Linked DNA regions of Sus scrofa: region 2 is linked to region 1. Evidence: chromatin contacts called from public Hi-C data. All regions are on one chromosome and are shown on one strand. Each heading gives the region's core, a stretch centred on a gene start, on an enhancer-like site or on the middle of the called end of the contact. The rest is flanking DNA. Distances are from core to core; before and after follow the strand shown.

Evidence for each region. Hi-C and Micro-C count contacts between places; a contact is called where the count stands out from the background.
Region 2: a Hi-C map of skeletal muscle shows a contact between it and region 1, with 9 times the contacts expected there. The contact joins the promoter of GPR37L1 here to the promoter of SHISA4 in region 1. A contact is called at or near these places in 16 of 47 Hi-C or Micro-C datasets (brain, embryonic fibroblasts, fetal heart ventricle and 10 more) and 2 of 2 datasets of contacts at active chromatin or transcription factors (alveolar macrophages and skeletal muscle).

Annotation. Positions count from the first base shown.
Region 1 is chr10:24,156,255-24,161,577 of Sscrofa11.1, reverse strand. SHISA4 (protein shisa-4) reads right to left here and starts at 2,930. Exons shown (of 5, transcript XM_021064525.1): 1 at 2,736-2,930; 2 at 2,317-2,488; 3 at 1,450-1,583; 4 at 680-847; 5 at 74-562. The coding sequence starts at 2,808. The coding sequence ends at 516. LOC110255659 (a long non-coding RNA gene) reads left to right here and starts at 4,379. Exons shown (of 3, transcript XR_002336278.1): 1 at 4,379-4,686; 2 at 4,809-4,901.
Region 2 is chr10:24,304,393-24,309,715 of Sscrofa11.1, reverse strand. GPR37L1 (prosaposin receptor GPR37L1) reads right to left here and starts at 2,985. Exons shown (of 2, transcript XM_021064532.1): 1 at 2,002-2,985. The coding sequence starts at 2,583.

The DNA.
Region 1 (5,323 bases), core at 1,681-4,180:
CTCCCCTGCTTTGGGGTCACGGAGCTGCCAGCCATGCTGAGGCAGGTGCGGACAGCCCAATGATGCGACCGCGTGAGTCCCAAGTTGACAGCTTTAATCCAGCAGGCCTTAGCCCTGGGGGGAAGGGCGGCCAGGAGGAGGGCTTCCATCCCCCGTTGGTGGAGTCCCCCCAGCCCCACCCCAGCCATGTGGGCAGGCAGGAGGGGCCCCGCCTTCTGGCCGGCCACCGACATCCTGGTAGGAGGAGGAAAGCAGGGGCTGTGACCCAGGCTTTCCCGTCCTTCCATCGCCCCGGTTAAAACGGTGAACGCACGTCAAGCCCCCGACCCGCCCCTATTCACGGCCAAGTTCCAGCTCAGCTCCTTTCCTCCTCCTGGGGCTCTGTTCCCAGAAGGTCTCAGGGTGTGGCTCGGTCTGGGGCCCGGCAAGAAGAGGACCCTGCCCGCCCCCCGGGCCACACGGAGGTCCAGAGGGAGGCGCCCCTGAGGGATGGCAGAGACACCACGGCCGGCTCTTCAGGCTCCTGGGTAGGAGGGCTGGGGGGGCACGTAGGGGGGTGGAGCTGCAAGCCAAGGAGACAGGGTGGGGGTCAGGGTGCACAGGAGGGCAGGCCTGGAAGTCTGGGGCAGGCACGCGAGACAGAGGTGCGGGCGTGGGGCGAGAGTTCAGGCTGGCTTACCTGCAGGGTTGTAGACAGGGGGCCCCGCCGGGTAGAGCGGATACTGGGGCGCAGGAGCACTAGGCGGGTACATGAAGCCAGGCTGGGGGGGTACAGGGCCGGCTTTGGGGTCCTGGGTGTACGGGTACACTGGTTGCACTGGGATGCCTGTCATTGGAATCTCCTGGCCTGGGTGGGGGACAAGGAGCCGCACTTAGAATGCCACCTCCATGGGAAGCAGGGCCGGCCCAGCCAACTCTGCTCCGAGACCTTGCTGAGCAGAGCCAGCGGGTTGCCTGCAGGTAGCCCAGAGGGTCAATTGCAGTCAGCACTTTGCTCCCCTCAGCTGGGCTTTGGGGACCTCGAGGGCTGGGGGCACAGCCTGGGGAAGGTGCTATCTGGGCAAGGAGACGGCAGCTGGGGGCTGGAATCCTGCAGCTTAGCAAGCCTGCCCCCAGGGGGCCTCTGGCATGGACCCCTGCCCAGCAGGTTTAGGCATAGGCGCAGCCACACGCCCTTTGCACACCCAGCCCATCCACGCGCTCACACTCCAGCCCCCGCACACACGCTTCCTGAGAGTCCCACAAGCCTGTGCACACACTCGCTGCCTCCAGACAACACAGGCACACACGGGTACAGTGTTCACACGTGCCCCTGCACGTTCCTGTGTATGGGTGACAAGCTGGCAGGTGGTGAGTCCAGGACACAGAATCACGTCTCCTGGAGCTCCAGTGTCCACCCGGGGGCTCAGCAGGCCTGTCTGGGGCGCACCTGCCCAGCCCCGCACCTACCTTCAAAAGGGCTCTGCAGCTGCTGGCGCCGGCGGTACAGGTAGCAGCAGGAGCAGAGGAAGCAGCAGATGGTGGTGGCGACCACAGCCACGAAGAGGATCACGGCAGAAGCGATGCCTGCTATGGTCTTGGGGCTTTAGACAGAGAAGCGTGCCTCACCTTCCAAGCCTCAAGCAGAAAGTCCTCACAGGGTGACCTGAAAGCTGTGCTTGGACTCCTGGCCAGCAGGGGGCCACAGAGAGCTGAGATTTGGGGTTCCTGGTGGGCTCTGCGGAACCCCGCAGGGGATCTTAGGGAACCACGCTTCCCGGAAGGCCAGGCGCCTGCTGGCCAGCGAGTGGCCTCTGGGGATTTGCAGTGGGCGCCCTACGGCAGCAACTTAACCGGTTAGACTTCTGACCGTGAGCCCTGCAAGTCCCCTGGGCAATGATCCAGAGCTGTTTTTTAAAATCCCACTGCAATGGGTCTTCTTGTACCTGTTTTATATGTCAGCAGGCCCCTTCAAAAAGACGCTGGAAAACCACTAACTGTGGCACCCCCCGCCCCCCGTCCCGGCCTGGTTTCAATGAAGAGGAAAGTGACCCACCCAGGACGTGTCTTCTGCAAGACCACGCAGCTAGTGAGGCATGAGACTGGGTCTCCTGCCTTCCTGGCAGAACGACACCGGCCCTGGCGCTGACCCTGCACCCTCCCTCTGCAGCCAGGGCAGGGCCAAGGGGAGGGCTCAGCCCCACCAGCACTTGACGTGTTTACTAACGGCCCCTCCTGGAATTCCCAAGCTGGACACTCAAGATTCGCCTTGTCCCCTAGCCGGAGCCTGGGTCTGGGCTAAGAATGTGGAGGTGGACAAGGAGGGGAGGAGCCCACCTGAAGGCCAGGCAGTGCTTCTGCTGCCTCTCGGTGATGAGCAAGGTCGGGTCTCTGCAGCAGTAGCGCTGGTAGCAGGTCCCGCAGCAGAAGGTTGAGAACTCGCAGTTAAAGCCCGGCTGCCAGGAGCCATTCCGATCCACGTACCAGAGGCAGTCCTCGCCGGCTAGCGCTGCAGACAGGGGTGCGGGTGCCCAGTGGCCACCGGGCCGGGTCTCTGGCTGCCCCCCTCCCGCGCGCCCTACTCTCACCACCCGAAGGTCTGCCCTGGTCCCTGAGCCCAGAGGCCTCTGCCTGGAGCGGCCCCCCCGGGGTCAGCCCACTCTTGCCCTCCTCTCCCACGGACCCCGCCACGCCCGGGCACCGCCTCCTCCAGGGCCTCCCCCGCGCGCGCCACGCCCGCGGCCCCCGGCCCTTACCCAGGGGCGCCCCCAGCACCAGGAGCGCGATCACCGCGAGCGGCGCGGCCCCGCGGAGCCCCGCGGGCGGCATAGCGGGGCGCGTGGAGCGGCCGCCGGGCGCGCAGGACAACGCCGGCCGCCCAGCTCCGCGGGGCCAGCGCGCCCGCCCGGCTCCTCCCCGCCTCCTCGGGGCGGGCTCGGCTGGTCCTCGGTGATCTGTCCCCGCGCCCCGCCCGTCCGGGGTCCACGCCGGCCACGCCCCTGGCCACGCCCCGCGCGGGCTCCCGCGACCAAGCGGCTGGGCACAGTGGGGGCCCGCCGGGCCTGGGCCCGCCCCCTGCCTCGGCCCAATCAGCGTTCTGGGCCCCAGAAGCCCTGATCCTGGTGCCATCTCCGAAAGCCCAGGCACAGGGGCCGACCCGGACCTTCCCTGTGCGGGACCACTTCTGCCCCAGTGTCCAGCCGAAGACGTCCTGCGGCGGCGGGGAGGAGCAGGAGGAGGCCCGGAGCACCCTGCCCCCACCGCGGAACACAGGCGCCCATTGAGAGGCGGCTCAGAGCAGCTTTGTCCCCGTCGAGCCCACAGGCCTGGACCCTGCCAGCTGCATTGGCTCCCTGAGCGGCCCCTTCCCCCTCCGAGTGGTCAGCGCTGGCATGCGCCAGCCTATGGCCTCACGCTTCCGGGTGGCTGGCCGCTGGGGCCACCTGGGACCCATCCAGTCAGACGGCCTTGAGAGTGAAAACCCCTTTCTTCTAGAGCAGCCCCGCAGAGATGCTGCAGGAAAGCAGGGCAGAGCAAGGGCCAGAGTTCCTTACAGCGAGACCTCTTTCAGTCTCCTGCTAAGTTTGTACTGTGTGTTGGTGGCCAGGCCCCTACTGCAGGGCCACACGGACCGGGAACATGCAGGGGACCAAAATTTTCTGGGGAGAAAATCCATAGCCTCCCTTAGCCCTCAGGGTGCTTGGACATGTCCCTCATTTGCGGTTCCCCACAATCCCATGAGCTAAACCAGGTTCACTGGTGTTGCCAGTCCCTTTTATAGACAGAGAAACTAGGACTCAAGGAAGTTATTAAAGTGTCCAGGTGACAGAGGCAGTGAGTGGCGGAGGCATGCTAAATCCAAGTGACTTCCCCCACCTCATGAGAGAAGCTATCTGCAAACGATATATGCTATACGAGGCTAATATCCAAAATACATAAAGAGCACATACGATTCAACGTCAAACAAACAATCTGATTAGAAATGGGCAGAGGGGAGTTCCCGTTGTGGCTCAGTGGTAACAAACTTGACTAGTCTCCATGAGGATGTGGGTTTGATCCCTGGCCTCAACTCGGTGGGTTAAGGATCCAGCATTGCCATGAGCTGTAGTGGGTCTCAGATACAGCTCGGATCTGGGGCTGCTGTGGCTGTGGTGAGACCAGTGACTACAGCTCCGATTCAACCCCTAGCCTGGGAACCTCCGTCTGCTGCGGGTGTGGCCCTAAAAAGACAAAAAGAAAGGAAAGAAAGAAAGAAAGAAAGAAAGAAAGAAAGAAAGAAAGAAAGAAAGAAAGAAAGAAAGAAAGAAAGAAAGAAAGAAAGATGGGCAGAGGATCTAGGGAGCTTCCTGGTGGCTCAGTGGGCTAAGGGTCCGGGGTTGTGACTGCTGTGGCTCAGGTCCCTGCTATGGCCCTGGAATTTCCACATGCTGTGGGCGGGGACAAAAGAGAAAAGGGCAGAGGATCTGAATAGACATTTTTCCAAAGAAGACACACAGACAGATGAAAAGATGCTGGGCGTCACTAATCATCCCAGAAATGCCAGCAAAACCCCAAAGAGATGTCGCCTCACACCCATCAGAATGGCTATCATCGAAAAGAGGACAGCAGTTCCGGCGCTGGCCCCGAACACGGCCACACGGACCTGGCACACTCTCCCTGGGGGCCTGGACTGTGATGACAATAACACTAGCAGCTATAACTCTGCAAGTGAGTTGGCCCCACTGTGCAGATGGAGTTGGGTTGGAGGAAGTTAATTCCAGCTCCCAGGGCCAGGATTTGGAATGGGACTTTTGTGACTTCAAAGCCGCCTCCTGCCTCTCCTCAAACAGGTCAGAAGTGCCCGTGCTGGGCCTGGCATGGAGCGCGTCCTCAGGAATCGCTGGTGCCCTGCCCTCAGCCCCACAGGATGTGTGGGAAGGAAGGTAGGTCCGGGGTGGGGGTAGGGAGCAGGTGGAGGGGGGGCGCTGGCTGTGCCTGTGACCCGGTTTGGGCCTGGCCTGGGCGGTGTGGGAGTGCTCTGCTGAGTCATTCCTGCTGCGACCAGTGACCAGCCCAGGCCTCCTCCAGCCTCTTTGATGCTCCTCTTCAAATCAGAGCAGCCTGCCCAGGCCCCCGCATGCCCCAGGGTCTGCCCACCCGGCTGCCAGGCCATTCTGAGATCAGAGTAACCACCTTCCCTCGTCCTCTTGGCCACTGGTCGTCCCTTCAGCAGCACCCCAAGGGGACCCCCGTCCCCCTCCAGATAGGTTACCACACCCTGTCCTCTGTGTGATGTGATCTCACCACACCGAAGGACCGGGATCTCAGAGCTCCCTGGTGGCTCAACAGGTTAAGGAGCTGGTGG
Region 2 (5,323 bases), core at 1,736-4,235, 150 kb before region 1:
AGTCAGGCAGGGCTGGGCTCTCCTCGGCCACCAACCATGTGCAGACCGGCTCTCACAGCAGTCTGCCCTCTCCCTCCTGCTCTTAGACCTGCCCCAGTGAAAACCACTACTTACTGAACTTTTGTGTGTGTGTGTGTGTGTGTGTGTGTGTCTTTTTAGGGCTACACCCTTGGCATATGGAGGTTCCCAGGCTAGCGGTCGAATCGGAGCTACAGCTGCCCAGACTACACCACAGCCACAGCCACGCAGGATCTGAACCGTGTCTGCGACCTACACCACAGCTCATGGCAATGCTGGATCCTTAACTCCCTGAGCAAGGCCAGGGATCGATCCTGCATCCTCAAGGATACTAGTCAGATTTGTTTCCACTGAGCCACGACGGGAACTCCATGAGTGAGCTATTTTAAACAAGCGCTTTGTAGAAGTCACGCATGGAATCCTTCAAGAATTCATTCATCTCTGATGATGGTGATTGCTCTCAATTCAAACAGAAGCTGGAGGTTTCAGCAGGCTTAGTGACTTAACAAGGTGACTCCACCAGCGAGGGCAAAGCCGGGTTTCTAATTCAGGCTGCCTGGTCCCAAGACCCTTGGCTCTAGGCTCCCACTGCTCACCTGCTCCTTGAGCAGCAGGTAACTAACAGGCAAAGACTGTCCCCAGCTGGAGGGTCTTCTTTCAGGTTAGAGCACCTTTGGGCCACCATTAGTTGGGCCCCCTGGGTTGAGTAGGACAGGAAGGAGCTGTGCCAACTGCTGAACCTCAGAGTCTTCCAAATGTGAAACCATCGCTGGTCCACATGACAGGGCAGAGCTGGCCGTAGGACAGCATCCAGATGCCTGACTCTGATTCCTCCCCGCCCCCAGGCCAGCCACCCACCCACACAGCATCCTGCCCTCCCCGGGCAGCCTTCGTGCAGACACTTGCCCTCATTATCACGCTCCACGTATCCAACATTTAAAAGGCTGCTGGGGAGTTCCTGTTGTGGCGCAGCAGGAGCCAATCTCACTAGTATCCACGAAGATGCGGGTTCCATCCCTGGCCCCACTCAGTGGGTTAAGGATCCGGCGTTGCCGTGGCTGTGGTGTAGACTGGCAGCTACGGCTCTGGTTCGGGAACATCCATGTGCCGCAGGTGCAGCCCTAAAAAGCATAAAAGAATAAAAGGCTGCTGGCTTATTTTGCATTCTTGTGTGGACAGGGCGGTTTTGCTGTGTCTTGCACAAATGCAGGTATAGTGGTGTTTGCTCGGAGTCTTGATTAAGCTCTCCGTTGGGTTGACACACCCATCCACACCCATGTGCTCATCCCAGCTGGAAGTTCCCAGAGGCGGGGGCAGTGGTCACCTTGGAATCACGGAACAGCTGGCCAGAGGGGCCATCTGGTCTACCCTGGCCAGGCACTAGGGAGGCTGTGTCCTGCCCAGTGACACCCCATTATGCCAAGGACGGAGCAGACACTAGAGCCCCCAGCCTCAGCTCCAGCTCCCAGAACCAGGCCCCCCTTTCAGAGAGGGTGGAGGGGCGGCCGATGGTGATGGCAGTGACAAGGGTGTGTTTGCACTCCCCCCCCACCCCGGGGGGGGCGGGCATACATATGGACCTGACTGGGCCAGAGTAGGGGGTGGGGTCTGTGGGAAATTGGAATCTGCCTTCAGGCGCTGCTTCAGGAGGCAGGAAAGTGCGGGGTAAACGGGCAGCTCAGAGGGAGAAAAAGGAGCCGCACAAAGGACAAAGCCGTCTCTTGGGTGGAAAGATGGAGGAGGGTTTAGGCAGGGGAGGGACCGCCCTGCATACAGAGAAGCGGGGACACTGCCTTGGGGCCCTCAGAGGCAAGAGGCCAGGCTGGGGCTGGAACCCAGGGCCTGCTCGGGACCTGAGAGCCACCAGGAGCGTACTCCGCATTTGTCTCCAGTCCAACCTGGAGGGGACAAGAAGCAAGACAGGGTCCCAGCCTGCAGGCCTCCTAGCCCATCTGGCCGCCCCATGGCTGGAGACACACTCACCTCCACGAAGGGCACCGCCCGGCAAGAAGCATCGCCCAGCAGCCTCTGCTTGGTGATCTCGTGGAAGACGACGACAGGGAGGCAGAAGAAGAGGACCAGGAAGTCCCAGAGGGCCAGGCTGGCGAGGATGGAGTTCCAGGCGCTCTTCAGGTGGTAGCTGTGCCATACGATGCACATGACCGACAGGTTCCCCACGATGCCCACGGCGAACAGCACCAGGGCCAGGAGCAGCACCGCGTAGGCCCCATACGAGCTCTCGGTCACTGGGTATAGGGGGTTCTGCATCTGCAGCGGCCGGCCCGGCGTCCCTGTCGCATTGCCCCCAGCGCGCACAGCCCCGTCCGGGTGGGGGCTGGTGGCCACCCCGGGCTCAGTGGGCTGGGGGCCGGCAGGGTGGATGGGCCGGGGGTACTCAGGCCACTCCTCGGGCACATACTGCTGCACCCCCTTGGCCCCCTCCTCCTCCTCCTCGGTGCCTCGCACAGACCGGCCCCGCTGCAGGGCGGCGCCCCCGGGGATTCTGCGGGGCCCCACAGCTGACGCCACGGCGAGAGAGACGACCAGCGGCCACAGCCACCGCATGGCCGGACGAGCGGGAGGCAGCTGTCCACGAGAGGAGGTGAGGCCGGACCGAGTGCCGGGCTGACTTGAGACAGGCAGCTGGCCGCTGGGTCCGCCCCCACCAGGCGTCTGGCATTGCCAGCCTGCTCCGGGGGCCCAGCAGCTCCCTCCCGCCCTGGCTGGGCCAGGCAGGGCCCTCTGCTGGGCACAGAGCGCGATTAGCTGCCCTTCTGGATTAGCTCCGCAGCAGAGGCCAGCTGTCCCCAACCCTGAAGACCCCGGCCCGCAGGGCAGAGGCAGGGCTCCACCCCAACTCCAGCAGATGACCCCGAGGCAGCACCCAGTCCAACACCACTGTCATTTAGGAGCCTGACAACGCCCCGAACTGAGCTGGTTTCTGGGGTAAGCGTCACCACATCTCTTCGGGGCAGGTGCCTTTAGCACCATACCCCAAGTCAGAGATTTGCTGAGGTCAGTCACTCACTGCAGAGCCAAGCTGGCCCGGGGCCTGGATCTGACTCCAGACCTTTTTTTTTTTTTTTGCTTTTTAGGGCCACACCCACGACATATGGAGGTTCCCAGGCTAGGGGTCGAATCAGAGCTACAGCTGCCCGCCTACACCACAGCCACAGCAATGCCAGATCTGAGCCCTGTCTGCAACCTACACCCCAGCTCACGGAAACACTGGATCTTTAACCCACTGAGCAAGGCCAGGGATCGAACCTGCATCCTCAAGGATACTAGTCAGATTCATTAACCACTGAGCTTCAACGAGAACTCCCCGACTCCAGACATTTTACCTGTCGCTGTTCTCAGCAGGCAGGAATCCACCTGCTTACCTGATGACCACGCCAACTCCTCACCCCCCGCAACCCCGAACAACCACAATCAGAGACTTAAAATGTCATGTTCTGATGCAGACACAAGGTATTTACTGAGCACCTACTGTGTTCTAGACACACATACACAAAAATGTAAAAGACCTCAGCCACCAAGGAGCCTTCGCAGGGGGCGAACAAATATGTGAAGAAACCATCACGATGTGTGCTGTGAAAGGCGGGGCCCGGCCGCTGAGGAAGCCCAAAGGAGCCTGGAGGGACCCAGGAGCCATCCCAGAGGAGGTGACTTTTTTTTTCTTTCTTTTTTTTTTTCTTTTTGCCTTTTCTATGGCTGCTCCTGCGGCATAGGGAGGTTCCCAGGCTAGGGGTGTCATCGGAGCTGTAGCCTCCAGCCTATGCCAGAGCCACAGCAATGCAGGATCTGAGCCGCGTCTGCGACCTACACCACAGCTCATGGCAATGCCAGATCCTTAACCCACTGAGCAAGGGCAGGGATCGAACCCGCAACCTCATGGTTCCCAGTCGGATTCGTTAACCACTGAGCCACGACGGGAACTCCCACAGGAGGTGACTTTTGACTGGACCTCAAAAAGTGGCTGTGAGCTGGCTAGACAGATGACAGGGAAGGAAGGGTGCTAGAGGAGAAAAGGCAGCACATGCAAAGGCACGGGGGTGTGACAGCGGGATGTGTGACTCCTGGCAAGGAGACTTGGGGGTTGGGGGCGAGGAGCCTGGGGAGTGAGCAGAGGAAGGACCAGGAAGGCCCTTGTGCGCCTGGCCCAGGGGTGTGCCTCTCATCCTGGGGGCCGTGGGGAGGGCTGAGCTTGGTGAGCAAGTTCTCTAGAAGGATTCCAGATGGGCAGTGGGCTCATGCGGCTGGGAGCAGGGGTGCTGGTTGGGAGGCAGTGTCTGCAAGGTTCGAGGAGCAGAGGCTGGGGAACTGGAGGCTGAGCCCCAGGTCTGGGGTGGGTGGCCAGACCCCCCTGTGCAGAGAAGAGTCTGGTGGGAGGTGGGGAGAAAACCTCTGCTTTGCTCACGGAGGTGCAGGGGGGCTGTCTGGGTAGAGGTGCAGGAGAGTTACCTGCAGCTAAAGGCTGGGTCCATCCAGAGGTCAGATGACATCTGGAGTTCAGAGCGTCAGAGCAAGGACGCCGAGATTACCCCCGAAGTCAGATCAGACTAGGACTTGGCTGGCCTCTCTGCTGCCGACTCCCCAGCCTCCACTACAGAGGGAGGCCAACCTCCCACCCCCACCCCTCACCCCCGGTCCTGAGCACACTCGGGTCCATCCTCAGGACGAGCTTTCTGGACAGCAGCCCGAAGAGTGGCCCGAGACCTGCCCTACAGCAAGGCAGCTCCCTCCTGCCTGCAGCTCCTGGCACTTAGGCTGCCATCCTTGTAACCCTACTGCCTTGTGTGCAGTGTAGGGCACACAGAGCCCTTGCCAGGGGCTGGGCTGGGCTAAACGCTTGATAGAGTCATTGTACTTATTACCCTTGCTTGTTACCCCAGATCAGAGAGGTGAAGTAACTTGCCTAAAGACACACAGCTGGGATCCAAACACAGGTTTGTCCAACTCCAAATCTGAAATGCTCGGCCACTCCTTTGTGTAGCCTTACAGAAGTTTAACACGGGAAGGGATCCTAGAAGGCTCTGGAAATTGCACTCTCCAGAAGTGGAGCTCCTGGGCCAGGCACCCACCACATAGTGCTGGCGAGTGGCAACCTGAGGGAACATCTGCCTTCGGTTCCTCCTGCGTGAACTTACACCCACAGCGCCTGCGTAGGGGGTGGGCAGATGCTCCAGGGGCGCTGAATCCTGCCAGTCCTGGGCATCCAGGGCTTTAGGGCAGCTGGGATGTCAGAGGCCACTAGGTGGAACCAGATACTCAGAGATAGGACTTCAGGGCTGTCTCGCTCTAG